2 separate regions of the Mus musculus genome follow, and region 2 is linked to region 1. The links are chromatin contacts, called in public promoter capture Hi-C maps. All regions are on one chromosome and are shown on one strand. Each heading gives the region's core, a stretch centred on a gene start, on an enhancer-like site or on the middle of the called end of the contact. The rest is flanking DNA. Distances are from core to core; before and after follow the strand shown.

The links. Capture Hi-C pulls out chosen DNA fragments and counts their contacts.
Region 2: a promoter capture Hi-C map of adipose tissue shows a contact between it and region 1. The contact joins two enhancer-like sites. A contact is called at or near these places in 2 of 484 Hi-C or Micro-C datasets (CD4 T cells and nephron progenitors), 1 of 115 datasets of contacts at active chromatin or transcription factors (CD8 T cells) and 2 of 9 other capture datasets (adipose tissue and liver).

The regions. Positions count from the first base shown.
Region 1 is chr7:84,629,785-84,633,934 of GRCm38.p6, forward strand. It overlaps Zfand6 (zinc finger, AN1-type domain 6), which reads right to left. Exons shown (of 7, transcript NM_001360578.1): 3 at 4,101-4,150; 4 at 2,872-2,972. Among named protein-coding and RNA genes, the nearest start is that of Fah, 26 kb to the left of the region's middle. Within about 2 kb of position 2,262, at least 11 of the 459 cell types and tissues checked have an H3K27ac peak or open chromatin away from gene starts, as enhancers often do. A contact at or near this core is called in adipose tissue, where this site is marked.
Region 2 is chr7:84,748,247-84,752,396 of GRCm38.p6, forward strand. The region is part of intron 2 of 2610206C17Rik (RIKEN cDNA 2610206C17 gene); the gene reads left to right. Among named protein-coding and RNA genes, the nearest start is that of Zfand6, 60 kb to the left of the region's middle. Within about 2 kb of position 1,960, at least 97 of the 459 cell types and tissues checked have an H3K27ac peak or open chromatin away from gene starts, as enhancers often do. A contact at or near this core is called in adipose tissue, where this site is marked.

The DNA.
Region 1 (4,150 bases), core at 1,012-3,511:
TAGACTAAAGAGAATCAAATAACCCCATTAAAAAATGGGGCTCAGAGCTGAACAAATAATTCTCACCTGAGGAATACCGAATGGCTGAGAAACACCTGAAAAAATGTTCAACATCCTTAATCATCAAGGAAACGCAAATCAAAACAACCGTGAGATTCCACCTCACAGCAGTCAGAATGGCTAAGATAAAAACTTCAGGAGACAGCAGATGCTGGTGAGGATGTGGAGAAAGAGGAACACCCCTCCATTGTTGGTGGGATTGCAAGCTTCTACAACCACTCTGGAAATCAGTCTGGCAGTTCATCAGAAAACTGGACATAGTACTACTGGAAGATCCCGCAATACCTCTCCTGGGCATATATCCAGAAGATGTTCCAACTGGTAAGAAGGACACATGCTCCACTATGTTCATAGCAGCCTTATTTATAATAGCCAGAAGCTGGAAAGAACCCAGATGCCCCTCAACAGAGGAATGGATACAGAAAATGTGGTACATTTACATAATGGAGTACTACTCAGCTATTAAAAAGAATGAATTTATGAAATTTTTAGGCAAATGGATGGACCTGGAGGGAATCATCTTGAGGTAACCCAATCACAAAAGAACTCACACAATATGTACTCACTGATAAGTGGATATTAGCCCAGAAACTTAGAATACCCAAGATATAAGATACAATTTTCAAAACACATGAAACTCATAAAGAACAAAGACCAAAGTGTGGACACTTTGCCCCTTCTTAGAATTGGGAACAAAACACCCATGGAAGGAGTTACAGAGACAAAGTCTGGTGCTGAGACGAAAGGATGGACCATCTAGAGACTGCCATATCTGGCGATCCATCCCATAATCAGCTTCTAAACACTGTCACCATTGCATACACTAGCAAGATTTTGCTGAAAGGACCCAGATATAGCTGTCTCTTGTGAGACTATGCCCGGGCCTAGCAAACACAGAAGTGGATGCTCACAGTCAGCTATTGAATGGATCACAGGGCCTCCAATGTAGGAGCTAGAGAAAGTAACTAAGGAACTAAAGGGATCTGCAACCCTATAGGTGGAACAATATGAACTAACCAGTACCCCCAGAGCTCGTGCCTCTAGCTCCATATGTAGCAGAAGATGGCCTAGTCGGCCATCAGTGGAAAGAGGCCCATTGGTCATGCAAACTTTATATGCCTCAGTATAGGGGAACGCCAAGGCCAAAAAGTGGGAGTGGATGGGGAAGAGTGTGGGGGACTTTTGGCATAGCATTGGAAATGTAAATGAAATAAATACCTAATTAAAAAAATTTTGCAGCCTTCCTAATATGACATAACTACTTTCTTGGCTAATGCACTCAGGGTAAGCTGAAGGAAACTTTGACGTTCTCCAAACATCAAATTGGTGTAAAGCACCTACGCTGTTGTGTTATTAACTCACCCTCCTTTATCAAACCGTTCAACTCTCAACTGCAACTTTAATCTTTGTTCATTTTGGTCGTCTTATTTTTCTGAGACAAGGTCTCACTATGTAGCCTTTGCCGTCCTGGAACTTGCCATGCAGAACAAACTGGCTTTGAATTCAAAGAAATCAAAGGCATGCACATCACACCCTTTAATTTTTACAAATTCTTTTCACACAGAAATTTAAAATGTGTTCTGTTTAAGACACCCATAACTCTCCTGAGTGAGTGGTATTTTTGTTCTTTTCTTTTCTCTGCTAACCTCCCTCTCAAAACTAATTGCTCCTGGGATATCCCTTTGGTTGTGTCTATGGCCTGAACCTAATCAGGATCAGATGGCTGTTTTCTGTTCCTTTCCCTCCTGCTTTGCTTTCAAACTCTATTCTCACTTTAGCAGTCTATACCAGACCATCTAAAATTCAGGAACAATTCTCATCACTTTCCTTTTACCTATCTACACCTTCCAAATATTTTTTCAAATTTTACATTATCACCTCTGCCTCACTCAACATCATTTTTCTGTAACAGGCTAGAGAGATGGCTCAGCAGTCAGAAGCACATACTGCTCCTGCAGAGGACCCAAGTTCAATACCCAGATCCCACACAAGCAGCTCACAACTGTATACAACTTCAGCTCTTCCGGTCAAGTACTGACAGGGCAAGAAGTAAAGGATATCTATATTATTTAATATAAAATTCAAGGAAAAAGTTGAATATTCCAGATCATCTGTTACCAGAATGCCTACACTATACATGATGCAGACGTCAGTGTGCTGTCTCCTTAAACCATGCCATGGTGTCACACAACCCTGAACTTATCTTTGCACAGTAAGCTCCCTTGGCTGACAGGATAACAGAGCCTAGCAAAGATTATGAAACCTCCTAAATGCCTCCCCATTGCAAGTGCCTTCAGATAAGTTTCTCAGAGTTCTTGGATCATTTGAATCCATGGAACCAGGGTGAGAACATGGGGTGCCGCACTTATGAATGCAAGGAGCTGGATGTGACCACTACTCTGTAGTTCACACGGGGAGAGGAGTGCCTGGGAAGCAGGAAGAAAAGCCTCCCGGATAATCAGTCAAAACCAAAATCAGCAAGCCAGTAGTCCCAGTGCTCGGAGAGGAGAGTTTTGGGATTTAACTGCCTAACACAACAGAACATATAGTATAATACTTCTATTGCTCACTCTAATTACATCAGATTTGAATCTTCTGTTTACTCTGATCTAATTATATACAAGTGGAAAGTAGATCCCAACTATTAAATATTTAAGAATTTAAATATTTGAGAATTTAAAATACTCTTCTCATAACAAAACTAACAAAGCATATACAATAAGCAGGTACTGTTCTAAATACCCACATCTATGCTAGTGCCCGGCCTACAAAACTCAAGTGTTAAACAAACACATGCTATCATTTGCAAACCTTGCAGGTCTTCTGTCTCAGATACTGCTTTGTCCACAGATGTACTGTCCACTTGGGAAGGTGCTACAGATTCTGATAAAAGTGACTGATTTGACACAGGGCTAGAAAAGCAAAAGATATTTTTATTTTTTTAACATAAAGTTTTTTAAAATTACTTTTCTAATTTTAGAGATAGGGGCTTGTTCTGATGCCCAGAATGGTGTTAAACACCTGGGCTCAAGAGAATCTCTTAATTCCTTCAGGTAAGTGCTGCTGGACTCAATATTATTTCAGTTTGAAAAGTTCACCTTCTAAATATCCAAACAAACTAAAAGGACATAGTATACCACTTCCTATAGAAAACAGAGACACTTGTAACCTACCATGATCATAGGGCTGGGAAACCACAGGCTAAGTACGGCCAGAAGTCTATGCTTAGGAAACCAAAGCAACAGCGTGCGTGCGTGCGTTTTAACACATCCCAAATATTACATGAATGCTCTAAATGAAAACTAGCATGATGCAGCCTTGCTTCAGAAATGAAAACAAAGTTGTAAATGAGCATCTATGATGAATTTTTAAAAAGGAAACAGTGTAAAAACGTAATAGCCTAGTTTATAACATAATAAAATGGAAAAAAAGCATTTCCTTCCTTCCTTCCTTCCTTCCTTCCTTCCTTCCTCCCTTGCCCAAGAGGAGCCTTAAATTGTCTGTATAGTTTGCCCTAGCCTTGAATGCCTAGTCTTCTTGCCTCTGTTTCTCAAGTCAGAGATTTTATGGGCATGCACCATGATTTTCAAAGGTTAAACATGTTATTTCTGTATGCATCCCTCTATCTCTAATTTCAGCGCTAAAAGCAAACATATATTATAAAACAGAAAAATTAGTATTGCCCCATGATAAAAACAAAGAATCTGAACCAAGGCTCTTCCGATTCAAGGCACTAATATTTGTAGACCAAGGACTATAGTGTGAAGAACTAACTTTAGAGGGACTTTGGCAGCGATCAGTATGCAGTGTGAAGAATAAAGGAAAAGATGTCTGAAAAGGGGATTGAAGACTTGAAAGAGCTCTCCTTTAACAAAGAACAGTACAAAGCATCTTGTAACTAGTGAGTAGTAAGCAGTCAGATACAATTCTAGGCCAGTAAATCCTGCAGTAGCTTTAAAGCATTCCTTTGTGAAGTGATTAAAAACTATCGTAAGATCAATACTCTTTAGTTTCAGTCATGCTTCAGAAAGTCACCTTACCCTGGCTGCATAGATGAAGACGTAGAATCTAGCGCTGACTGAGCGTCTGG
Region 2 (4,150 bases), core at 710-3,209, 120 kb after region 1:
GCAGTATAAGCCTGATGATCTGAGCTCTGTTCTCAGAATTCACATAAAGGTGGAAGGAGAGAACTAACTCCCACAGTTTATACCCTCACCTCCATGTGTGCACTGTGGTACTCATATGTGTACACTTGTACACACACACACACACACACACAATCACAATAAAAAATTTTTGATTCATTACAATTATTCTTAGCATATCTCTACTATAAAATGCATATTTATTGGAAATACATCTCTGAATGAGATAGGTGGAACAGTAAACATTATTAATATTTTATTTACTTATATGTCCATGGGTAAAGTTTTTAATTTTTTTGCTAGGGTTTAGCATAAATTCTCATTCTGTTTTTTATGATCAGCAGTGAGATTTTTTTAAAAAACTAAATAAGGAAACAAGAATGGAAGTTTTGTTATATTTAATTGATAATCTGTCAAAAACCAAAAACCCTGAAAACTTCCCATAATGACAAAATTGCTTTTGATGATTATCCACTTATTATTTGACTGGTTCCTAGTGTCATCCTGGTGTGTGCTCAAACAGGGAACTCTCTTTTGCTTTGGCATCCAGAAAGTTCCAGGCCTCTAAGGGAAGATATCAAGATGTTCAGATGTGGAGTAGAACACGGGAAAAGAAAACTACTATTCAGCTTTTTATACACTGGCTCATTCACAGGCATGACAAAACAAGTTGCGTGGGGACCCTCTAGGGTTTAGTGGAATGTCTTAGTACCCTTACAAGCTTGGGTTATATCTGCACCTGGCTTTTATAAGAAGTCCTTGGCACTTCTTCATGGTATTGCAGGGTCCACTGTTAGAAGCTTAAAGTCAAAATCTAGGATTTGGGTTAGGACTGTCCAATGCCCATCTACTTACTATCTTTTACCCCCACCCTTCAGGACTGAGTTCAACCTCTTCCAAGACTGCAGGGCCATAAAAAGATTCATGACTCCCTACCTCCAGCCCACACCTTGCCAATGTTCCGGCCCTACTGCCTTGGCTCCCTGGAAAGAATGCATCTCAAGCCGCAGGATCCTTGGCTATCTGGCATTTAACATGTCTCTCTAGTGTTTCTTACCAGAGCCATTGTGTCTCTCACCTACTTACTTCTGAGGTTCCCCATTCACGGACCACTGGTTACTGCGGGCAGACAGATTCTTTTCATGTTCATTTCCCATTCTCCCTCCCTCTCTCACTCTTCCCCACTCCCATCCTCTCTGTCTCCCATTCCCGTCTTTCCACTTTTTTTTTTCCCAGTAGGAAAAAGGATAGTTTATTAAGGAAACAGAAACAAATGAGCTTGGAAATATGCCAGAGGTGAGCTGAGCGAGTCCAGGCGGCTCTTTCTAAAGAATAGACTTGCCTTGCCTCAAGCCCCAGGGCTCACAGGCTGGGGTTTACTGAGCCTTTGAATGACCCTCAGTGACCTGTCCTGCCAGTCTTCCACCCGCTCCCTTTCTGCCTGCTTGTTGATTACATTCTACTCAATTTGAAACAGGGCGTTTTTTTTTCCCCCCAGATTCTGTTTGCTTTCCTCCCTCATCCGTATGCCTGGATCATTTATCCATGCCCGCTTCCAGCCTGGCAAACTCCTACACAAGCTGAAGCGTCAGCTCCCTGTAATCTCCTCCGAGAAGCTTTCCAACTCGCCCAAGGTGTTCCTGGCTATCAGCTAACTTGGCACACGCGGATAGGATTTTCAGGCATTTTCCTGTCTCCTTCACTAGAGGGAGTAATTCAAGGGCTGTACCGTCCCTCCCCAAATTCCAGTGAAAGAGCTCTTTGTGACGGAGGACGTTTGTTGCAGACACAGCCCTCACTGGCCTGCAGGTGTTTCCAGAGAAGAGTTGTCTTCTCTGGATTTTTGTTCCCGACCAAGCATTTGGTGTTGACCTGAAGCATTTCCCAGTCCGGCGTTCAGGAATTCTTACTGAAAAGGACCCTGATCTGAAAAGGTTGCGCTCTTCTAATGCACTTCCACTTGAGAACACGAGATGGCACCCGTGAAGAGGAAGAGCTGTTAGGCTGGCCCTGGACAGTTTCTTTCTTTCTTTCTTTCTTTCTTTCTTTCTTTCTTTCTTTCTTTCTTTCTTTCTTTCTTTCTTTCTTTCTTTCTTTCTTTCTTTCTTTCTTTCTTTCTTTCTTTCTTTCTTTCTTTCTTTCTTTCTTTCTTTCTTTCCTTCCTTCCTTCCTTCCTTCCTTCTTTCTTTCTTTCTTTCTTTCTTTCTTTCTTTCTTTCTTTCTCTCTCTCTTTCTCTCGTTCTCTCTCTCGTTCTTTCTGTCTTTCTTTTTCTTTCTTATCTCTTTCTTTCTCTCTTCCTTTCTCTTTCTTTCTTTCTTTCTCTCTCTTTCCCTTTCTTTCTTTCTTTCTCTCTCTCTTTCTCTCTCTCTCGTTCTTTCTTTCTGTCTTTCTTTTCTCTCTCTTTCTTTCTCCCTTCCTCCTTTCTTTCTCTTTCTTTCTTTCTTTCTCTCTTTCTCTCTCTCTCGTTCTTTCTTTCTGTCTTTCTTTTCTCTCTCTTTCTTTCTCCCTTCCTCCTTTCTTTCTTTCTTTCTTTCTTTCTTTCTTTCTTTCTTTCTTTCTTTCTTTCTTTCTTTTTTCCTTTTCTGGATTAGTCTATATGCAACTAATTTGAGATGATGAACCACAATTTATTCTGACACCTTCCCTTCTCTCTCCCTAAACTCACTTTCTATCCTCTTCCTGTACAAAAGAAAACCTGAGCTATCTAGCTCTAAAGAGTTATTTTTGCTTAAAAGCTAAAATTAAAACTCTGTGCTGTGAAACTTTGCTCTCTAAGCATGGTGTAGTGGCTATTCCTGGTTGTCAACTTGACAATATTTGGAATGAACTACAATCCGGAATTGGAAGGCTCACCAGTGACCCTTATCTGGAGGCTTGGAGATCCTTATCTGGATCTTGGTTTGAAGATCTTGAGCCATAGTGGCTATGGATTCCAGAAGATTGAATCTCCGAGTTTAAGGAACACACCCTTAATCTGGGCTACGCCTTTCATCTGGGATTAAAGGTGTGGTGGAACACACCTTTAATCTGGGCTCCACCTTCTGCTGGAGACAATATAAGGACATTGGAAGAAGGGAGTCTAGCTCTTGCTCTTGCTCCTTCGCCTGCTTGCTGCGTGAGACTGAGTAACTGCTAGATCCTTGGACTTCCATTCACAGCTGCGACTGAATCATTGTTGGGAATTGGGCTGCCGACTGTAAGTCATCAATAAATTCCTTTACTATTTAGAAATTATCCATAAGTTCTGTGACTCTAGAGAACCCTGACTAATACACATGGGTATTGGAGTCTTGCTGTCAGAGCACCTGTGATTATCTACACCAAACATTGGGCCCACTAACCCTTTTTTATGAGGACAAGGAGGTCTTAACAGGACCCTGCCTTTCCCTGAGGATGTATAAACTGGTATAGCCGTAGATAAGTTGTTGGATTCCCTGTAGATCAGTGGTTCTTAGCCTTCCTTACGCTGTGAACCTTCCTCACATTGTGGTGAGCCCATCCATAAAATCACTTTCATTGCTACTTCATAGCTTGCTACTGTTACGAATTGTAATGTAAATATCGAATATCCAAGATATCTGATGTGTATCCTCTGCCTCCAGAGTGTCAAGACTCACAGGTTGAGAACCACTACTGTAGATAATTCCATCACCCTGTAAGTAAACCCAATTAGCTCATTGTCTCACCCATCTAGGCTTGAATGGAATAATTTTTTTGGTCTGTTGTTGGTGCCGTTTGGAATGAGTAGGTATTTGTTCATTCTTCCCTCCAAAGAGTTAATGCTATTTAATAAAAAAAAATATTCTTCACAAAAAAGAGGGGGAAAAACCCCACCTAGAATGTTGGTTCATGACTTTAGTCACAGCACTCAGAAGGCAGAGGCAGGTGAATCTCTGAATCCCATGCCAGTCTGGTCTACAGAGAGTTCCAGGACAGCCAGTGCTACATGGAGAAACCTTGTCTCAAAAAAAACAACCAAACACCACTCCCTCAAAAGAGCCTGAAGTGACTCTGTTTAGCTTTTCTTCTCAGTGTTAAAGGCTGATTGAGGAAGGAAAAGTTTATTTTGCTCAGAGAGTACAGTTCACTAAGACAGGGATGTCACGTCAGCAGGGACGAAAGGTCATGCAG